Linked DNA regions of Mus musculus: region 1 is linked to region 2. The links are chromatin contacts, called in public promoter capture Hi-C maps. All regions are on one chromosome and are shown on one strand. Each heading gives the region's core, a stretch centred on a gene start, on an enhancer-like site or on the middle of the called end of the contact. The rest is flanking DNA. Distances are from core to core; before and after follow the strand shown.

What was found. Capture Hi-C pulls out chosen DNA fragments and counts their contacts.
Region 1: a contact with region 2 is called in a promoter capture Hi-C map of liver, with 2.3 times the contacts expected there. The contact joins the promoter of Suclg1 here to the promoter of Mrpl35 in region 2. A contact is called at or near these places in 1 of 39 promoter capture datasets (cranial neural crest), 3 of 484 Hi-C or Micro-C datasets (CD4 T cells and CD8 T cells) and 1 of 9 other capture datasets (liver).

Annotation. Positions count from the first base shown.
Region 1 is chr6:73,243,707-73,249,755 of GRCm38.p6, forward strand. It overlaps Suclg1 (succinate-CoA ligase, GDP-forming, alpha subunit), which reads left to right and starts at 4,799. Exons shown (of 9, transcript NM_019879.3): 1 at 4,799-5,047. The coding sequence starts at 4,951. It overlaps Gm38834 (a long non-coding RNA gene), which reads left to right and starts at 5,057. Exons shown (of 2, transcript XR_869182.3): 1 at 5,057-5,677.
Region 2 is chr6:71,820,238-71,826,999 of GRCm38.p6, forward strand. It overlaps Mrpl35 (mitochondrial ribosomal protein L35), which reads right to left and starts at 3,547. Exons shown (of 4, transcript NM_025430.3): 1 at 3,479-3,547. The coding sequence starts at 3,521.

The sequences.
Region 1 (6,049 bases), core at 3,549-6,048, 1.4 Mb after region 2:
CATCATCAATGCAGCCTCAGTGAGAGTCAGGTCAGCCAGCGCTGCCATCATTTCTGTTCCCTGACCTTAGAAAGTCCCTAGCTTAACTACTAAGAGTGTGCTTTCTGAACTTCAGATTGTTCCCTAAGCTTTTCTACCTCAGAGTCAATAGCAAAACCATCTTAACCCAGTTTTACTTACAATTTAATTTTTCCAAATGCTTTCTAAGGGTGGCGGTCATTGCTGACAATCTACTTCTCTAAGTTTTTTTTTTCCTAGGGTGGTGGTTAAATCATTAATATGCTCCAGCAGCAATACCTGAAAGAGAGCAAGAGCTGTTATTGTGAGTGAGGTACCTTAGGGTTTTCATACAATTCTTACATTAAGAGGGCTGCGAAGGTAGCAAGCAGAGTGAAACTCCAGAACAGCATGAAGTCCTTCAGGACACCTGCTACACATGGCAGGGCCATGCCTCTGTGAGGGGCTCCCATTGTGGCTGTGCTCACTGATAGACTGAGTTCCGTGGGTTCCAAAGTCATTTGTCACCCCTCTTGCGTAGCCTTTAGCATGATATTACATTACATGATAAAGAAATCAAGGAAAGAAGTGATAAATATCTGTACAAACTCATTCTTAACAAAATAAGTCAGAGGCCGGGCGTGGTGGCGCACGCCTTTAATCCCAGCACTCGGGAGGCAGAGGCAGGTGGATTTCTGAGTTCGAGGCCAGCCTGGTCTACAGAGTGAGTTCCAGGACAGCCAGGACTATACAGAGAAACCCTGTCTCAAAACACCAAAAAAAAAAACCAAAACAAAACAAAATAAGTCAGAAACACTCATGCCAATTATAATCCCGTTTCTGCAACTGCTCACGTGGCCTTAGATGTTATTTATAACTACCTTCTTCTACTACCCTTTCTGTATTTTCTCAACCCTCAGCAGGTTTTAGCAGGTTTTAGTTTTCCTGGAGGAGTGACCTTTATTCATGGATCTGTGCCCTTTGCCACCCTGCCTGGATTGGGCTGTGGTAGTTTCCCATTGACTTTAATCTCAGGATATGGAAGCGCCCAGAGATGCCCTGTAGGATCTTCTGTACTCCACACATACTTTGACTTATCTCCGTTGTCAATCCGATTTTCTCTTGGTAACCTGGGTTGATCACCCCTCTAACACTGTGTATTTCTTTCTTAGCCTGTTGAGAAGCCCAGATGGCCAGGGGGAAGCCTGAGCTTCCAGTTCCAAGGCATGCTTGGTGTATCTCCTGGCAGGAGTCTGAATCAGTGCTCCCATCTCTGAATCAAAAACGTCTAGGCCACCAGAACTTACCTTCTCCAGAACAGGAAGTATACATTTTCCTAGTGCGTCACTAGGGGTGATAGCAAGTGGAACCATTCCCTTTCCACTCTTTGATGCCTGGGCCTGTGGATCCTGGCTATAGGAGAAACCATAGCATATATTGGATCCTGACTCAAAGCATGTGCTGCCTTCTGGAGAACCCTGCCCCAGTCTTCCAGGCTGCTGCTACCTAATTGGCCTTGTTAAGTGTGTCATCAAAAGGTGTCTTCATTTCATTTTTCTATCAGACCAGCTGCTTCAGGATGGTGGGTAACATGGTAAGACCAGCGAATTACATAATCATTAGACCCACTGTCGCACTTCTCTGGCTGGAAAGTGAATTCTTAGGTCAGAAGCAATAGAATACTATGATGGTGGATACAGCATTCTGTAAATCTATGGATGGTGGTTTTAGCAGAAGTATTAAATGCAGGAAAGGAAAACCCAGAACAAGAATGAGTAGCTAGTCCAACAAGGACAAAGTGTTATCCTTCCCACAGAAGTGGTTAAAGGCAGTCAACCTGCCACCAGGTAGCAGGTTGGTCACCCTGGGGAATGGTACTATATCTGGGGCTTGGTATTAGTCTCTGGTATTGGCAGATCTGGCACTGGCACTAAGCAGCAGCTGTAGCCAGGTCAGCCTTGGTGAGTGGAAGCCCATGTTGTTGAGCCCGTTCCTAACCTCCATCCCTGCCATCATGACTACTTTGTTCATGGACCTATTGTAATAGTACAGCAAAGGCTAGGGAAAGTTGATGACTGTCCACAGAATGGGTCATCCTATCTTCTCGGTGATTGAACTTCTCAGATGAAGTCACCTTTTGGTGAGCATTAACGTGGGATACAAGTATCTTTGCATCCTTTTATCAATATACTTCTTCCCCAGATGTCTTTCTCACCAATTTTCCAATCATCTTCTTTCTTTGTCTCTGACCATCTAGCCAACCCACTGGCTACAGCCCACGAATCAGTGAACAATAGTGCAATCTGGCCATGTGTGATGGATTATATATGCTTAGCCCAGGGAGTGGCACTATTAGGAAATGTAGCTTTGTTGGAGTAGGTGTGTCACTGTGGGTGTGGGCTTTAATACCCTAGTCCTAGTTACCTGGAAGTGATTCTTCTCAGAGCAGCCTTCAGATAAAGATATAGAACTCTCAGCTCCGCTTGCACCATGCCTGCCTGGATGCTGCCATGCTCCTGCCCTGATGATAGTGGACTGAACCTCTGAACCTGTAAGTCAGCCCAATTAAATGTCCTTGTAAGAGTTGCCTTGGTCAAAGTGTCTGTTCACAGCAGTAAAACCCTAAGTCACCATTTAGACTTCCAAACAAATTGTAATACTATGTATACTATTGAAGCTCTGTCCACAGTGAAGATTTCCCTTCACTGGTGTCTTTCAGGGTTGTCCCCAAAAGAGTTTGTAATGCTGCAGCTGTCTATTTCTGGGTGATGCCTGCATAATGTACAGAACCATCAGGGAACCAGGCCCCAGTCTTCTCTTCTCAGCCAGCTGATCATAGGGGATATACCTTGAGGCTATAGGTGTGTGTGTGGCAGCAGACAGCATTGTAATGTGAGTGGAAACCATAGGCATTTGGAGAACTTCTTCATGTAATTTGCTTGTGCCTTCAGGACCTGGTTGGGCCAGATCACATATATACCACTTCCATTTATTAATAGATTGCTACTGTGCACATCCTGCTTTATGACTGGTGGATCAGATAATTTCCAGTGCATGATGAGCAGCTTACAGAGTACCTTGAGGTTATATAGTAACTTGGTGTCCCATTGTCAAACTAAGTCCCAATAGCAGGCTAACAGCTGCCTCTTAAAGGGAGAATTGTCTACAGATGATGATGAAGCCTTTCTCTAAAATCCAAAGGTCTCTTCTGTGACTCACCTAGGGGCCTGCCAAAGGCTCCAGACAGCATCCCTGCCTGTCACTGAGATCTCAAGTACCATTGGGTCTGCTGGATCACCTGAGCCAAGTGGTAGTGTGCTTGCTTGCACAACAGTCTGGACTTCTTCAAGAGCGTTCTCTTGCTCCAGGCCCCACTTAAAGTTAGTAGCTTTCTGAGTCACTATGGACTGGAGTCACACACCCAAGTGAAGAGGGTGCTGCATCCAAAATCCAAACAGGCTCAGTAAACACCGTGCTTCTTTCCAGTGGGAGGGGCCAGACACAATAACTTTACAATAGAAGGATAGCTCTGCATGCCCCAAACCACTGCACTCCTAAGAATTTCACTGAGTTAGAAGGTTCTTGAATTTTGGTTGAATTTACGTGTTACCCATGAATTCAAACTGGCTGCTATCCACTACTCACTTGGTCCAATCAGCATAATGTTGTCAATATAGTGTACACACACACATATTTACAATCTATACTATATGTTATATATACTATGTATTACACATTTTGTTAAATAAATGAAACAAAATGCTTAATTATTAAGTAAAGATTCAGTGAAAAATTTCCTCCTTAAAACCATTGTTCGCGGGCTGGAGAGATGGCTCAGAGGTTAAGAACACTGGTTGTTCTTTCAGAGGTCCATGAGTTCAATTCCCAGCCACCACATGGTGGCTCACAACCAAGTGTAATGAGATCTGGTGCCCTCTTCTGGCTCACAGACATACTGCAGACAGAACACTGTACATAATAAGTAAATAAATAAATCTTTAAAAAAATGTTCACACTGGACCTATTTGGAAAGCACTGATATTTAACTTTACCACAAGGGCAGGATCTACAAGACAAGTACACATGAGAATGGTGCGAATTATAATGACGACCTTACTGAGCTAAAATAACTTTATTGATTATACTGATAAGGAATCTTAGGAACGCGGTTTTAGACAAGAAACGTGGTGCTTTGGCTCAAGGACTTGCTAAGGTTTTAAAAGAGTGGAGTGAATAATTTGTTCCAATTGGGCACAAATCCTATTTGATCTCGAGTTGTAGTCCTTAGGATTTTAGAAAGAGGCATAATTAGCATTAGTAAATAATTAGCATTAGTCGAAGGCAGTGCGCCAGTTTGTTTAATAAAGAGATTCCTGCTTCAGGAAACTGTCAGCTAAGGGGCTTTTTAATTTTAAGTATTTGGTCACTTTTCCTTTTTTCTTTTGCCGGCCACTAGTGCGGATAATTTCCGGAACCGTACAGGGAGGACAAGAGGAGTACAATCTTCTCTGTAACAGGTCAGAAAAAAACAAAGTGCAGGATCACGGTCTGGCACATAGCATTGCTGCCGGCGCCTCCCCTCAGCGTTTGTCACGGCTTTTCCTGGGCGCCCACGCCGGAGTTTAAATCGCTTCCAACCCCTTCCCTTTCAGCACGCTGCTTACTCGGAAAAAAAATACATTTCCCACAACACCACGCGCCGGCCGGGCCTCTCATGGGCTGTCCCACACATTGCCGTTATGTTTATGGTTACCCAAGCCCACATCTACTAAAGAACAGAGCTATTGTTTGCTTTTCAAACGTCATCCTTCTTGTTCTTTTCCACTTGTAACGTTCACTGTTTGAGAAGAGACTCCGAGGAGCGTAAGATATTCAGGCTACTCCTCTAGACACCTTTCTGCGCGAGCCTGAGCCCATGCCAAGGTCCCGGGGTCCTGAGAGTGTCATTGGGGGATGACCGCAACAGTAGTTGCTGCGGCTGCCACTGCAACCATGGTCTCCAGCAGCAGCGGCCTCGCCGCCGCCCGCCTGTTGTCGCGCACCTTCCTCCGTGAGTCGTGCCGGCCCGGCTCTGTCCTCCATGCTTGCGTAGACCTCGGGTTCCTGATTCTGGCCCCGGCGGTGTCCGGGCTCTTCCGGGCGGGCCCTCGGAAGGGGCGAGGGAGCCACCGGTCCAAACGCCAGTGGCAGACCTCGGGGGTGGAGGGGGCTTTGTCCGATGGGGTCGTGGATCGGCCGATGCACTTCGCAGGGCGCCCTGCAGACACGGCAACAATATCCTAGTTCCCTCGGTGACGGGGTGTGTGTGTGTGGAGGCGGGGGGGGGGGGGTGAGGTGGAGGTGGCCTCTGGGCTGGCCCTTACTTGGAGCCAAGGCTAAAGAGGTCCAGGATGAACTCTGCTGGGAGTGTGAGCCCCCGGGTTGAAGAGGTTGTAATTTGTCCCGAAAGATTCTGCACTTGGAGTTGACCGTTCTGTTGAAGTGGTAGGGCCAACGGAAAGGTGGTTTCTGCACCCAGAGTCAACGTGGCCCCGTAGGAGCTTGGAAGCTGACCAATGATGTGTCGCTCTTTACGAGACTCCAATGAACACCTCAGTTTCTGAGAACCAATCTCCCAGGGTTGCTATCCTGCAATGCTGACTCTTGAAAAGTAGTGCTGCGTTCAAAGTCTCTGTGTTAGGTACGATAGGAAACAGCTTGGGAACCGGTCATGTCGTTTTTGAAGTCTGGCCAATCATTCGTATGTGTATAATAGTCTTTTTTTAAAAAGTGATTTCTCGATGGATGTGGTGGCCCACACATTTAATTCCTGCATTTGGGAGGCAGAGGCAGGTATGCGGGTCTTTGTGAGTTCGAGGCCAGCCTGGTCTACAAAATGAGTCCCAAGAGAGCCACAGCTGTTACACAGAGAAACCCTGTCTTGAAAACAAAACGAAATGAAACAAACAAAAGCCTACTAAACAAACAAACAAACAAACATCTCTCAAGTAATAGCTTGGTTTGTGAAGCAGAGCATTGTCCTGCCTATCACTAACAGGAGAAATGATTGCCG
Region 2 (6,762 bases), core at 2,297-4,796:
ATACTATCCACCTCTAGTGTGAGACTGAAGAACATACTGAAAATGTTCCGTGAGATGGAAAGTCCTATGACTGGAATTTGGTGATGGTTTTGTTACTAAACTAGCTGCACAAAAATGAGTATTTCCGAGCTAGGGAAATGGCTTGGTGTTCAAGTGCTTCCTATGCCTGAGTCTGCAGCCATGAATTCATGTACAAAGCTGAGCATATTCCAACACTGGGTAGGGAGAGACAGGCAGATTCTTGGGGTTTGTTGCCCAGCCAGCCTAGCCTAATGGGTGAGTGCCACATCCCAGAGAAACCTACCACACCAACCCCAGTAGAATCTGTATGACAAGTTCCACAGACTGAGGCGAAACTTCAAAAGAAGGAGGCCTCCTGGAACCGGGTGTGGATCTCTTGTCCAGAACAACATATTGAGCCGTAGTTCTCATGGCAACTTATCTGTTTTGTTTTCTCCTATTCCTTCTCTTATTTACAACATGTTCCTGGTGGCCTAGACTACGATCTTAAGCAAGAATAATGGGTAAGAAACCATCCCTTGAAATGGGGTCACTAACATGACCTTATCTCTGGGGAAACCAATGCTTTACTTTATAAATCATTTACAAAATTATAAAATAGTATTATGATAGATAAAAACTTTCCCAACAGCTGGGCAGTGGTGGCGCATGCCTTTAATCCCAATACTTGGGAGGTAAAGGCAGGCGGATTTCTGAGTTCAAGGCCAGCCTGGTCTACAGAGTGAGAGTAGAAAAACCCTGTCAAAAAACAAAACAAAACAAAACAAAACAAAACAAACAAACAAACAAAAAACCCAAAAAACTTCCCCAACAATAAAATTTCATATGGCTACAAGTGTGTCATTGGAGGTGGCTTTGGTATATGGTAAAGAAAGACTTAAATAAAAAGAATTAAAATAGTTTAAATTTACACATTGAAAATTTATTTTAAAAAATCAAGCATTAGATGTTAAACAATAATTGACCATAAAGATTTATTAACCTGCTCTCAGAAATATGCCACTAGCCTTGGATGACTGCTCCACTGAATATATCCTTTCAGAGTTGTAATGCTTGGATGGTTTCTATTATTAACAATGTTACCTGTTCTGTTTGTGATTCAGAGTTTGCGTGATTTTTGTGCTTTACTGAGCCAAATGATAATGATGGTATTTGTAATTGCTTCACTGAACACATCTAAGAGTTGTAATATTTGGGTTTTTTTTTTTTAATGTATAAAAACCCCTGCCTGAGACCTGCAAAATGCACTCAGATTCAAACTGCCTCTGTGTTTGTTTCTGTTTGTCCCCGCAAAATCCTTACCCACTTAGCTTTCCGGGACCCTCATTCCAGGGACCGCCATACCCGACTGGGGTGGTCTGTGGCAGAAACCCAGGCTCTAAAAGAAGGATTACTCCTGAGAGCAATCTCAGACATGTGCCTGCATGCACACACATGTGTATATGCCCACATATACAAACATTGCCACAAATACAAATATACTAAATTGTATTTCAATGAAGTTAGCTTTAAGAAAAACAAAAAACAAACAAACAAACAAAAAAAAAAAAAAAGGAAAGGCCAAGCCTGGCATGTTGGTAATATGCTAGTAAGTTCCGTGTGCAAGAGGCTAAAGCAGACCAGAGTTCACATCTAGCATGGGCTACAGGAAATGCTATCTCAAAAAGACAGACACCAGCAACAATTTGATCTGGGTGTAGGGTCCTATGCCTGCAACCTCAGCACTCCAGAGACAAGGGCAAGAGAATCCCAAGTACCAGACCGACATGACTATTAATACAGCATGTTCCTGGTTAACCTGGGCTGCATAGTGAGACCTTTCCTCAAAGCAACAACAAAAGCTCTACCAAGTTGCATCTACCTAATCTGATGCAAGACTTAGACCACTCCACTGTCTTCTCTACTGATCTCACCAAACAAATGGGGCAGTGTGGTGAGTAAGGGACAGGTTTGAGCCAGACTAGTATTCATTTCAGCTCCTACTAACGAGTGGTGTGAACAGGAACAACTTCCTTAACCTCTCTATGCTCATTTCCTCAACTTTAAATTAGCTAATTATGGAGAGGATTACATGAGATAATATACTAAAATGATTAAGAGGCCTAAGCTTGAAGAAAACATCGAAACAATGCTAACACCAGATAAAGATGTGCTGAAGAAAAGCAGGTTTGGGAGTCCAAGCACCTAAAATCTCAGCATGTGGAAGCTAAGGAGGACTGAGAGTTTAAGACCAGACTGGGCTCCATAATGAGGCCTTGTCTCATTAAAAAAAAAAAAAAAAAGAATTTAAAGGTTGTGATGGTGGTGGTAGTGGTGGTAGAGGAGGAGGAAGAAGAGTAGGAAGAGGGTTAGAGAGATGGCTTAGCAGTTAAAAGCACCAACTGCTCTTCCAAAGGTCCTGAATTCAATTCCCAGCAACTACATAGTGGCTCACAACCACCTGTAATGGGATCTTCAGGTGTGTCTGAAGAGAGCGACAGTGTACTTACATAAATAAAATTTTTAAATCTTAAAAAAGAAAAGAAGATACAGCAGTCAGAAATCAAAAGGGTTCACACACACACACACTGGAGTAAATAAAAACCAGACATTACACTAGACATATTGTATATAAATTAATGTAAAGTTCAAAACTAGACAAAATATGCTTTTGAGAGATGAAGGTATAGTTGCTCAAGTGGCTATGGGAATAATGACCGGGGCAATGCACGGGGTGGAAAGGGGCTTGGCTTGAACTGGTGTTAGTTACACGTATGTCCCCTAATATAAACTTTTTATATACACATTTCATAACTCACAAAAGTTCCATTTTTAAGCTCTAATACCTGGAAATTTTATATGGTTACTTTTTTCCCTCTTGGTCCTCTGCCTATTTTTCCACAAATGTTATCTCTACAGTATAAGTTGTGTGCAAGTCGCTTACTGATCACCCCTATCATACTTGAGTACTTTTAATTTCCTATCTGGTTCTGCCTTCACTCCTAAAGCCCGCCCCGCTACCATCAGAGGGGTGTACTTCAAAACGAATTTGACCAGGCTCCTGGTAATTACACACGGTTCTCAAGGAGACCAGATACTCGATGCTTTACACACTTGTTTAACCCACAGGTAGGAGGAAGCCCCATTTTACCGCTAGAGAACCAAAATACTCAGAGAAATTATATGACTCTCAAGGTCAAAGTTGAGAGAGGTGGTTGAACCTCTAAATCAGATTTTTTAAAAAAGCGGACTTTTGGGTGTCACCCTCACCTCCTCTACCTCAGTCTCGGGTGTGCTTCCTAGGGCAGGGTGGATCCAGTGAACGCGGGTCATGGGCACTACACTGTGCAAGGTATCGCGCAGCAAACCTCCGACCTCAAGTCATCTTGTTTTTCTTTCCTCGTTAACATCCAAACTAAATTCCCACTCCCTCCCGCGCCGACCCTCTTCTCAGTGAAGCTGTCAATAGAACACTGACCTGAGGCAGCTCTCACGGCGCCCGTGAAGATGGAAGCCGCCATCTTGCAGCCTGCCTACGGTGGCCGCAGTGGACTCAAAGTTACAAAGCAAAAGGATAAGAAACGTGGAGGAGGCGGAACTAAAGGGAACAGGCGTGGCCAAGGTTGAGCTCTTTGAACCTTGCCTTTCTGCCCTAAACCACCGTCTTCTTAATTACTTATTTTGCCTTTATGTTTGGGTTCGCGCACGACCCTGCGTGCTTATGGGGGTTAGAGAAAAACTTGCAGGAGTTGGTACTGTCTAAACTTTTGTTTGTTTGCTTTTGTTTTGTTTGAGACAGGTTTTGGGGGTTTTGTTTGTTTGTTTGTTGTTGTGTGTTTTGTTTTGTTTTGTTTTGTTTTAGATTTATGTATGTAGCCCTGGTTGACCTGGAACTAGCTCTATAGACCTAAGCTGGCCTCGAACTCACAGAGACCCGCTGCTGGGATTAAAAGTGAGAGCTACACTCCTCCCCTATACCCCAACTCAACTTCCCCATTTTTGAGACAAGGTCTTCCAAGATCCCGAAGGTGACTTGGGACTCCTGTACTCCAAGTGACCTTACTGCCAGTATAGATATGATAACAAGGATTACAGGCTCTGCTGCTGAGCCAGCATGGATTGTGTAAAGACACTTAAAACGAAAATAAAAAAGCAAAAATTAAGGTGAAAAGGGAAGAGAAAAGTCCAAAATAACAAGAAAAACAAACACCCCACAAATCTCATTTAGAGAGTGGCGGTTCAATTTTTGGCTTCAGGACTCTTACACTCTATTGAGGAACTAGTAGTGGTGGCTACACCTAGGGTAACAGCTCCATAGCAGGTTGAGGCTTGAAGACCTCAGAAAATTATTGAAAATTCAAAGAGCTTTAACTTATATGGTTATATCTACTGGTATTTGTTATACTAAAACTTAAAATTGGGAAAAATAGGGGGCTGGAGAGATGGCTCAACTTTTAAGAGCACTGACTGCTCTTCCGAAGGTCCTGAGTTCAAATCCCAGCAACCACATGGTTGCTTACAATCATCTGTAATGAAATCTGATGCCCTCTTCTGGGGCTGTCTGAAGACAATTACAGTGTACTTATATATAATAATAAATAAATCTTGAAAAAAAAAAACTCAGTTGTCTTTTTCCTACTGCTGCTACAAAAACTATGACAAACTCAGTGACTTAAATGCCATAAATTCACTATCAGAGTTTTGTAGGCCAGAAATCTAAGATAAATTCCAAGGACTAAAAATCAAGTTATACTAAGGCTGTGATTCTTCTGGAAGCTCTAGAAGAGAAGTCCTTTCTCTTGCTTTTTTCCAGTTTCTAGAAAATGTCTGAAATCCTTGGCTCATGAACACTTTTGTATTTATTTATTTATTTATTTATTTATTGTTTTGCTGCATAAACATCCACAGGCTAGAAGAAGGCATCATATCCCCTTCTGGTTGTGAGTCACCATGTGTCATTGTAAGTCCTCATGTGGTTTCTGGAAATTGAACTCAGGACCTCTGGAAGAGCAGCAAGTGCTCTTAACCGCTGAGCCATCTCTCCAGCCCCTAGTTTTGTATTTTGCAAAGACAGTGTCTTATTCCTCCCATCCTCCTTCAATCTTATAATCATACTTGACCTACCCAGATAATAAAAAGTGGTATTCTCATCTCAAAAATACTATATATTTAGTACTGGGAATTGAACTCATGACTCCTACATGCTAAGAATGCCTGCAATAACTGAGCTACAAAAAATTCTTCTTCTGGCTTTTGTTTGTTTGGTTTTTGTTGACATGTTCTCACTCTGTAGCCCTGGCCAGCCTGAGACAATCTGTGTAGACCAGGCTGTCCTTGAACTTAGAGATCTTTTTGCTTCTGCCTCCTTCGTAGTAGGATTGACAGACTCTTATATCCACAGAATGTTTTTTTCTTATAAGGTACCATATCCAAAGAGATTAGAAGAAAGAAGACATCCTGAGGGTCTGGTTGTTTTGCTTACCACACATGATTAAAATAGCAATCATAAATCCACTAATGTTAAACAAAACTAATAACTGTGAGAAATCTAAGGTCCAGCATAAAAAACAAATACATAAAAGAGCCCATTTATACATGGTGATCCATGCCTGTAATCACAGTATTTGATAACTTGAGGCAGGACAACTTGCCTCTAGTTAAAGGCCTGTCTGGGCAAGAGTGAGACCTTATTTATTAAAACAAATAAAACAAGAAAAGCATCAAAAACCTAAAAATCCCTGAGTTATGAAATTTGCTTCTACATTCAATTTCTTGTGATATTAATAAATCAAGTAATCTCTGTACAATTATGTGATTACCAGAATAAAAAGGCAAATAATAATTTACCATTACAACAATAATTTTCAGTTTATGAGCTCCTCTGTATGAGTCCCAGGACTCCCCACGGGTTACCTCAATCACATTTTAAAAACACTCAAGACATTTATACTTGCTTCTCCGAGACATGGGCTGTGTAATTGGGTAGTGAGTCTGAAACACTGTTGTCATGTCAGTCTGCCACCTACCTACGGTGGCCATTTGGAGTCCAAAATCATCCATATATGGTAAAGTCCATATATAGTAAAAGGTCAATGATATGTCCATAAAGGCTCTTTTGAAACTACTAATTAAGCCTGGTAGTGGTAGCAGCTGCATCATACATCTTTGATCTCAGCACTAGGGAGGCAGAGACAGGCTGATCTCTGAGTTCCAGGCTAGCCTGGTCTATAGAGTGAGTTCCAGGATACAGAACTACACAGAGGTACACAGAGAAATTGTCTCAAAAACAAACAAACAAACAACAAAAACCCCTACTAATTATTGTGTGTGTGGATATGCGTGAGGATTAACTTTTTAGTGTGAGGGATACACACACACACATGTATATATACATACATACATACATACACACACACACACACACACACACACACACACATATGCATGCATGGGACTAATTCTGGGATTCCATTCCCCTTACTCTGTTGATGCAGGGTCACTTGATGTTTCTGTTGCTGTGCTACATATTTGAGCCTATCTGGTCCAAGAACTTTCAGGCTCTTGTCTGCTTCTCATCTCACTCACCACAAGAATTCTGGGTTTGCAGGTGGATACCCCACATTTGGCTTCTCCCGTGGTTCAATCTTGCACAGCTAGGGCTCTTATTAGGATCCATCTGCCAGCATAGTTAAAGGTAGTTTGATTGGCAAAGGAGTCACTGTACCTTCTTAAATAGGGAAATTATGTGACACAAATTTTCCA